Linked DNA regions of Mus musculus: region 2 is linked to region 1. A link is a contact called in public Hi-C data. All regions are on one chromosome and are shown on one strand. The core of a region is the stretch at or near the end of the contact, and the rest is flanking DNA. Distances in the headings are between cores, read along the strand shown.

Region 1 (3,490 bases), core at 526-3,025:
ACTGGGGGCAAGGGGCAGCAAGCACCAGTTCATTGTAGAAAGCAAGCTTGTGACAAAATTATTCAGCTTTCTCCCAAATCTTATGGTGTCCATAGTGATTTTTTTCTAAGCAAATAGTGGTTTTGTTTTGTTTTGTTTTCTAGAGTGAATAGTGATTTTTTTTCTTGAAGACACAGATGTACAGCTTTTGGAAATGAGAGGAGAATGTAACTTTTAACACACATAAGAAGGGGAGGGGCAGGGTGAGAAAGGCTGCCCCAGTGGGGCGTGTGACACTGTGGACATGAAGGATGCACCCTGGCAAATAAGCAGATTCTCGGGGAAGAGACACTGGTCTTTATTCTACTGGACAGAAGTTTAGCAGTAGAGGCAATGAAGGTGAGGGGTGACATTTTGCAGACATTGTAGCCAAACATGATAAGGCTCCTGTTTAAAGTCCATGGCTTCTAGTGTGAGGCTGCCCTGCCACTCACCTGCGTAGGACAGCTGCAGTCTTTTCCCTTCTTGCTGTTTCTAGAGTCTCTTGTTGGACAGTTTGTACGTGTTAAGGAGCTCCAGAGAGGAAATCGAAAAACTATGGAGAGTCTGGCCTCTGAGTCTGACCCTGTAAGTAGGAATCTCAACAGGTTAGACTCCCTTGGAAAGGTAAACTCTTAGGTAACCTATGTACTAGACAAGAGGTGAGCTCAAAGCTGAAACAGCAGGGGCAGTAACAAAACGAAACAGTTTTAACACTTCATTGCAATTGTTACACTCTTAGTTTGAAAAGTGGCCAGTGTGGCCTTCTCTTTGAAAGGAACAACAACAACAACAACAACAACAATAACAGCAGCAGCAGCAACAACAGCAACAATAATAACAGCAACAACACTCTTCTCTTAATTTATAAATGTCAGTCTTGCCTCAATTCCACAAAAAAAAAGTAAGAGAAAAGATCTTGGAGAAGAGAACTGGCTTCTGGCTGCAGGAGAAGCTAGCCAGTGCAGTCAGATCTTTCCAGTTTCTTTTCCTCCATTTTGTGAAGTAAGAATCATGGTGAAGGTCATTGTGAGAATCACAAAAATAACCGTGCTGTTTTCATGAAATTTACTGTAGAGCAAAGGGAAAAAAGGGAAATAGGATAGAGGGATTATATTCTTCTTCACCATTAAGTCTGACCTAGGAAGCAGGAGTCAAAGGCAGAAATGAATAACCAAGTTTTATACAGGCATAGACTAGCAGGGTGTTCCGACCTTTAGGATTGAAGAGCAGTTGTAGTATGTTAACCACTTTCCTGGCATAACCACGTAGCTTGATCAACAACAAAAGGAGTCTGCTTTTCTGCTTAATTTAATCCCTTCCTTGCTTCAAGTATAAGGGCAAGGTTTTGAGGAAGAGACTTATGAGTTTATAGCAGTTGGTGACACCACCAGTACCACGTTTTGTTGAGATTCACTATTGTGCTCAAAATTGCCTTTTTGTAGGCAAGCAGTGAAGGCTGCTGAATCTGTGCCATCCATTTCTCTGGCATATACTGCAAGCCTAGTGTGTTCACGCCATGAACGGCCCCAGGAAGACAAAGAGGTAGACAGGCTCTCTGCCCCTTCTTTCCTAGTGTGGTGTAGCTATGGAGACAAAACCTATGTGCTAGAGCCAATAAAAGATTTCATAGCAACTCTCTGCCAGTAAGTGTGTAAGAACCCAGGCCAGATGACGCAGATAAATGCAGAGGGTTCATGGAGGTAGAGGATCAAGCCAAACACAGTACCGTAAATGGGTTAGGGCAGGCACACTGGCTGACAGTGCCTGTCCTCTGAGCCCTTTCTGTGGTGTTGGTAAGGAATGACATAGGACAGAGCTGCTCTGAAATGAAGGTGGCCGTCCCTTCCACCTTATCTAAGAGCCTGCCTGTATCTCGCAGATGGAGATTAAATTGATCCAACAATTTGCTCTCCGCAAAGCCATGTTGGTTTTCTACCTAGTAATTTATGCTTTTCCTGGTGTTTGCAAATCGATTGCTATTATGGGATGCAGGCAGAACTGGGCCGGGATCCAGTAGGTTGGGGGATTACTGGAGTGGATAGCTGAACCTGCCTGTGAAAACCCAGACGAGACGGCTCTTGTTTCTCTGTCTTTTACTCTCTGAAGAAATGCATAGTCTTGGGTTTTTTTAAAAGCATTCTTAATTATTTTTAGATTGTATCTTTTAAGGGACAGTATCTGCTTTATTTCAGATTTCTACTATCTGGCCTTGCTATTTGCCTAACCTTCAAACGGTTTTAGTGGCTTTGTGGCCAGACCTCTCATTGCAGGAAAACCTTCCTCCACCCTCAAAGCATTATGGGCCAGTAATTGTTCCCTTTGAGAAGAAATATGTATAGACATTTATCTAGGTTGGTGAATAAAATGTTCCTATGGAACAGCTTGGGAAAGTATACTTTATTTAAACACTTCACCTCATTGTTGTACCTTAAAAAAATTTTTTTAAAGTTCTACTAAGTATTGTGAAATTCTTTCATAACAAATTAAAAAGAAAACATATTCTGTGATTTCTTTACAGATTCTGGACAATCAGGAAGTCCAAGCCACAGTGATCCTGCCAAGAATCCTCCAGGTAAATATGTGTCCCCGGACGTGTGCACCCTGACATTGTTGGAGAACAAAGGGGCCCTGTATAGATCAACAGCCATAATTGGTCAGCTGCCTGTCTTGTTCTGGCAGGCAGTCGGATTGGGACAAGATGTGATTGTGTGGAGGCCTCTGCAACAGCGGGAACGGCTTCTCACCGCAGCCATCTTTGTTCACCTGAGCCGCGAGATCTTATTTATTTGTTTATTTATTTGTTTATTTATTTATTTATTGTATCCTTAGAAACTGATTCAAACACATGCTTAGCTTTATGTTTTAGGCATTTGAAAAGCTAAACACCTTTTAATCATTTTTAAAATAAACATTCCCTGCCCCCAGAGTACCCCCAAACAAAAATCTGGTAATTTCTGTTCTTTTATAGTTTACCCACTATGTTTTAAGAAAGTTTCTACTGAATGGTTATGTTTTTATAAAGTGGTTTTTGCAGGACTTTTGATTCCCGGTCTTCAGTGTAAGGTGCGTCTGGTCTTTAGTTTCAGACCTGAGCCTGACTGCATGCATTTTAGCTATACTGGGGAGTTCCACTCTCTCAACATGCAGCATGCGACTTTGGATTTATAAGAAGTTTTTTGTTTTTGTTTTTGTTTTTTTGTTTTCCATGAGAAAATCATGTAAAATTAGCATAAAGAATAATTTCAAATTTCCATTATCATAAAATTTTAATTGTATCTGTGATTTTGTTAAAAGAATGTTCTAAAGATATTCTTAACAAAACAAAACAGAAAAAAGCAAAACACAATAAACCCCAAATAGCCACACCTCCCCTCAGTCTCTCCAAAAAAACCCCTCACCTGCCATTTCATTAGAATAAACCACACAGTGCAAAAAGTCAGAACTGAAGTTTCTCAGGCCCTCAATTGCT
Region 2 (3,490 bases), core at 283-2,782, 200 kb before region 1:
GGTGAGTTGTCTGCCAGTGGGAGACAGTTAGTGTGGCACATCTGCTTGTGCCACCATTGTTGCTTGATTTAGCCAAAGATTTATTTAGAAAAAACAAATATAATATAGCAGGAACAGTCACAGTTGCCAACCGTGACGGCAGTGCTGTTAAGGTGACATTTTGGTAACAGAGACTTTGATACTATTAGTTTATGTTATGTTGCTATTATTATTATTATTATTATTATTTATATTATTATTATTTTATTTTATTTTTTTATATTATTAGTTTATTTTATATTCCTGCTTTGATCTCAAATCAGTGGGCCTTTTTATTTAAAAAGAAAGAGAACGAGACTTCGATATAAAGTAGGAGAGGGGTGACTGCAAATAGTTTGCTGTACAGAATTCAGGTCTCCCTATCTTTGTATGCACGAGTGGCAAGGCTTCATCAGGACATCATACCCCACCTAACTGGAATTAAAATTACATCCGCTTCTTGTTACGTACAGCAGCCAGAACAAGTGTCTTCCAAAATCTTCTCGTCCCCTGCCTCCATGGGTCATTGCTCTTCTTTCTCTGTCCGCCAACAGCTCACCATACCAGAGGCCCCTCAGATTCCGCAGCGGAGAATGACACCGGGTCACAGTCAGACTCCTGTGACAATGACATTTTCTGGGAGAGTTCTGCACAGCTGTGTCACTATTAACTTTTAATGAACATCCTTTCTTCCTTTGAATTTTGGCGAGTTAAATGGACATGCCATTTTTACTTTCATCCCTACTTTATGTGACACACTATATAGTAATTATGGGTGCTAAGGTAGTTTGGGATGCCTAACTTGGGTGTTCCAAAACTAATAGCATAATTTTGCCCATAGTTACACACAAATGTAATATAAGATTTTTTTTTAAAGTCTGGGGCTGAAAATACATTTTAACTTATAATACACCAAAAGGCAAAGAGATGTATCTAGGCCTGAATTTGGGCCCCACTGTTCATTTCAGGGACCGCGGCTCTATGGAGAACTCAATGGAAGGCGTGCCCAATGGTTCCTGGGACAATGAGTGGAACAGAGGCTCCGTGGCGGTCATTTTGGAGCATTATTCATTCCTGGTCTCCACAATAGCTGGAATCTGATAATTTAGCATTAAGCCTCTTTTCAACTATATGGAACTGTAATAAGGTGATTTAGCCAATGTGCCTGTCCATTGTCCCAGAGATTCTGTGATCTATTATGCTGCAATGTGTAAAAAGAAAGGAAAAAAAAAAAAGAAAAGAAGAAAAAGAAAATGAAAGAAAGAAAAATCTAGGGGTAAACATAAACCAATTAATTACCAGAAACATTAGAAGATGCTTTGAGAGAGCTGTTATTTATTGGCATTTTTTTATGAATCAATATAGATATAAGAATTGACTGCCAAAGCCTCTGGGTACACTCACATAATGAAAGTCCAATTAATATCCCCAAGCACAGTGCACGGCCGGCATCAGGGAGCTGCAAGGACAGTCACTGGCTTCTGCAGCCAACATTGACAGCTGCAGGGCCCTGATAGAAAACAGCCTCAAAGGCCCAATCCCCTCCCCCAGCCCAGCCTCAACTGCACGGGAGCTTCATATCTTGCCTGTACTGAAGCAAGGGCTGCAGGAACAGATGGGACACCAGAAGCAACCCGTGGCTATTTGTGATGTCACCAAATGAAGCATTCTGGGGTGCTGTTGGGTGGCAAAAAAAATCAAAAGGAAGGATGAGGGAGCATCGTTAGGAAAACTAGGTGACAAGGTAAGACAAGGTGACAAGGTGACAAGGTAACAAGGTAAGACAGTAGGTTAGCAAACCTTCCGTCAGGCGCTAAAAAGAGGCCATGCAACCTTCCATCCAGATGTGCTTACATTTCCACTTATTTTGTGTGGATTAAGAAGGAGATTGACTTGATCATTCCATAAAAATGATTTACCTAAATAAGAGATAGAAGAGATTTACCTAAAATAGCCAATTCTTATAGTGACTGAATAGGACAGACGGTGGAAACAAAACATAATTTTCTTCGTCTTCAAATAGGCCATTGATGATATAATTATACTCTTAGTGAGCAAAACCTCCAAGGAGACATGTGGTATTAAATTCCCTGTAAATTCTAGGAAAGTCATTTTCAAGAAATGATGTTATTATGCGGAAGTGGGAGATACTCAAGGCAGCTTGGAGCCTTGCTTAGGGTCAGTGATAGAAGTCAGAGGTGAGGTTCCATTCTTATCCTTCCAAGATTTCTGAAGGCTAGAGAATCCATTTGAGGAAATCATGGAAATAATATGTGTCTATTTGGTTTTGAGTTAATAATTATTGCCTTCTACACATCTTTCCTCAATTACAGGGTCCCACATCTTTTATGGGGGCACTTCTCATATGCTGCATTTGTTCTAACCTATGTTTCCTCTCTCTAGAGTGGAGAGCTCTTTCATTGTTGTATCTTTACTACCTAGCATAATACCTGGAAAGCAGTAGCCATCAGTAATGTCTATTTAAGTAGGATAGATAGATAGATAGATAGATAGATAGATAGATAGATAGATAGATAGATAGACAGCTGGATGCATGGATGGATGCACAGATGGATGCATGCATGGATGGATGGATGCATGGATGGATGGATGCATGGATGGATGGATGCATGGATGGATAGCAAAAGCCTTATTTTAGCTACCTGTATAATTTAGCAATCATCAGCTTAACTTAAAATTTTTCCTTGGCTTTTGAGAAGCAGAATATATTGAGTTTAACTATTTCTGCATTTAATTTGGCAAAAATACTCTAGTTGTTACTAATAAGAAGCAAAAAGAATGATAAGTAACTCTGATAAATGAAGGAGAATTATAATTAGGTAAAAGCTAATGGGGAGGTGAAAAGGCACTCACTGAACATGTTTATTCATTTATTTTGTTATCAGTTCTTAGGAATTTCTTCTGCAGACAACATGGTAACACCCATCCTGAATTTCTCTAAGCAAAGAAGAGTCCTCCTGGTAGATAAGTTTGTTTCAATGCTTCAGTAACATTTGTGGGTGGCTTCCAAATTAGTACCACTTCACCAAATAGGAACTAGGCCACTAGATGTGTTCTGTGTGTACTAAATGTGAAGAAGGTTATCAGTGGGATTTGGCTTTTGTAACGGGGAGAATTGAAAACCCTGGAGAAATAACACAGAATTCTTGCAGATATTTTCAAGATAGGGCAGTGTCTCCAGTGGTCTGGGGAGGGTGATGCTAAGAACCTACTTTGGGAGCAGGGTCAAAAAGGCTTGATGAACAAAGCTGAGGGGATAGATGTGTAAGTAGAAAGCAGATGTGGAAACATTATAAAGCAGACCCCAGATGGTGAAATGCATCCCTGTAAACCACATCTGGGCTGGAGCATCTTAGAGATGCTCCAGGAGTGTGCTGGAGGTGTGTACAGCACGTTTTCTATTAAATGACTGTATTACATTTGTTGGAGACAAAGACAGGACTTTGGAAGT

Evidence for each region. A called contact is a pair of places that touch in the nucleus more often than the background predicts.
Region 2: a Hi-C map of the N1E-115 cell line shows a contact between it and region 1, with 8 times the contacts expected there. The contact joins two enhancer-like sites. A contact is called at or near these places in 4 of 484 Hi-C or Micro-C datasets (the N1E-115 cell line, cerebellar granule neurons, cerebellum and 1 more).

Annotation. Positions count from the first base shown.
Region 1 is chr4:82,382,711-82,386,200 of GRCm38.p6, reverse strand. Nfib (nuclear factor I/B) reads left to right here. Exons shown (of 12, transcript NM_001113209.2): 3 at 2,540-2,593. Among named protein-coding and RNA genes, the nearest start is that of Nfib, 120 kb to the left of the region's middle. Within about 2 kb of position 1,775, at least 88 of the 459 cell types and tissues checked have an H3K27ac peak or open chromatin away from gene starts, as enhancers often do. A contact at or near this core is called in the N1E-115 cell line, cerebellar granule neurons and cerebellum, where this site is marked.
Region 2 is chr4:82,582,798-82,586,287 of GRCm38.p6, reverse strand. It overlaps Gm11267 (a long non-coding RNA gene), which reads left to right. Exons shown (of 2, transcript XR_003955228.1): 2 at 1-3,490. Among named protein-coding and RNA genes, the nearest start is that of Gm11267, 3.7 kb to the left of the region's middle. Within about 2 kb of position 1,532, at least 14 of the 459 cell types and tissues checked have an H3K27ac peak or open chromatin away from gene starts, as enhancers often do. A contact at or near this core is called in the N1E-115 cell line, cerebellar granule neurons and cerebellum, where this site is marked.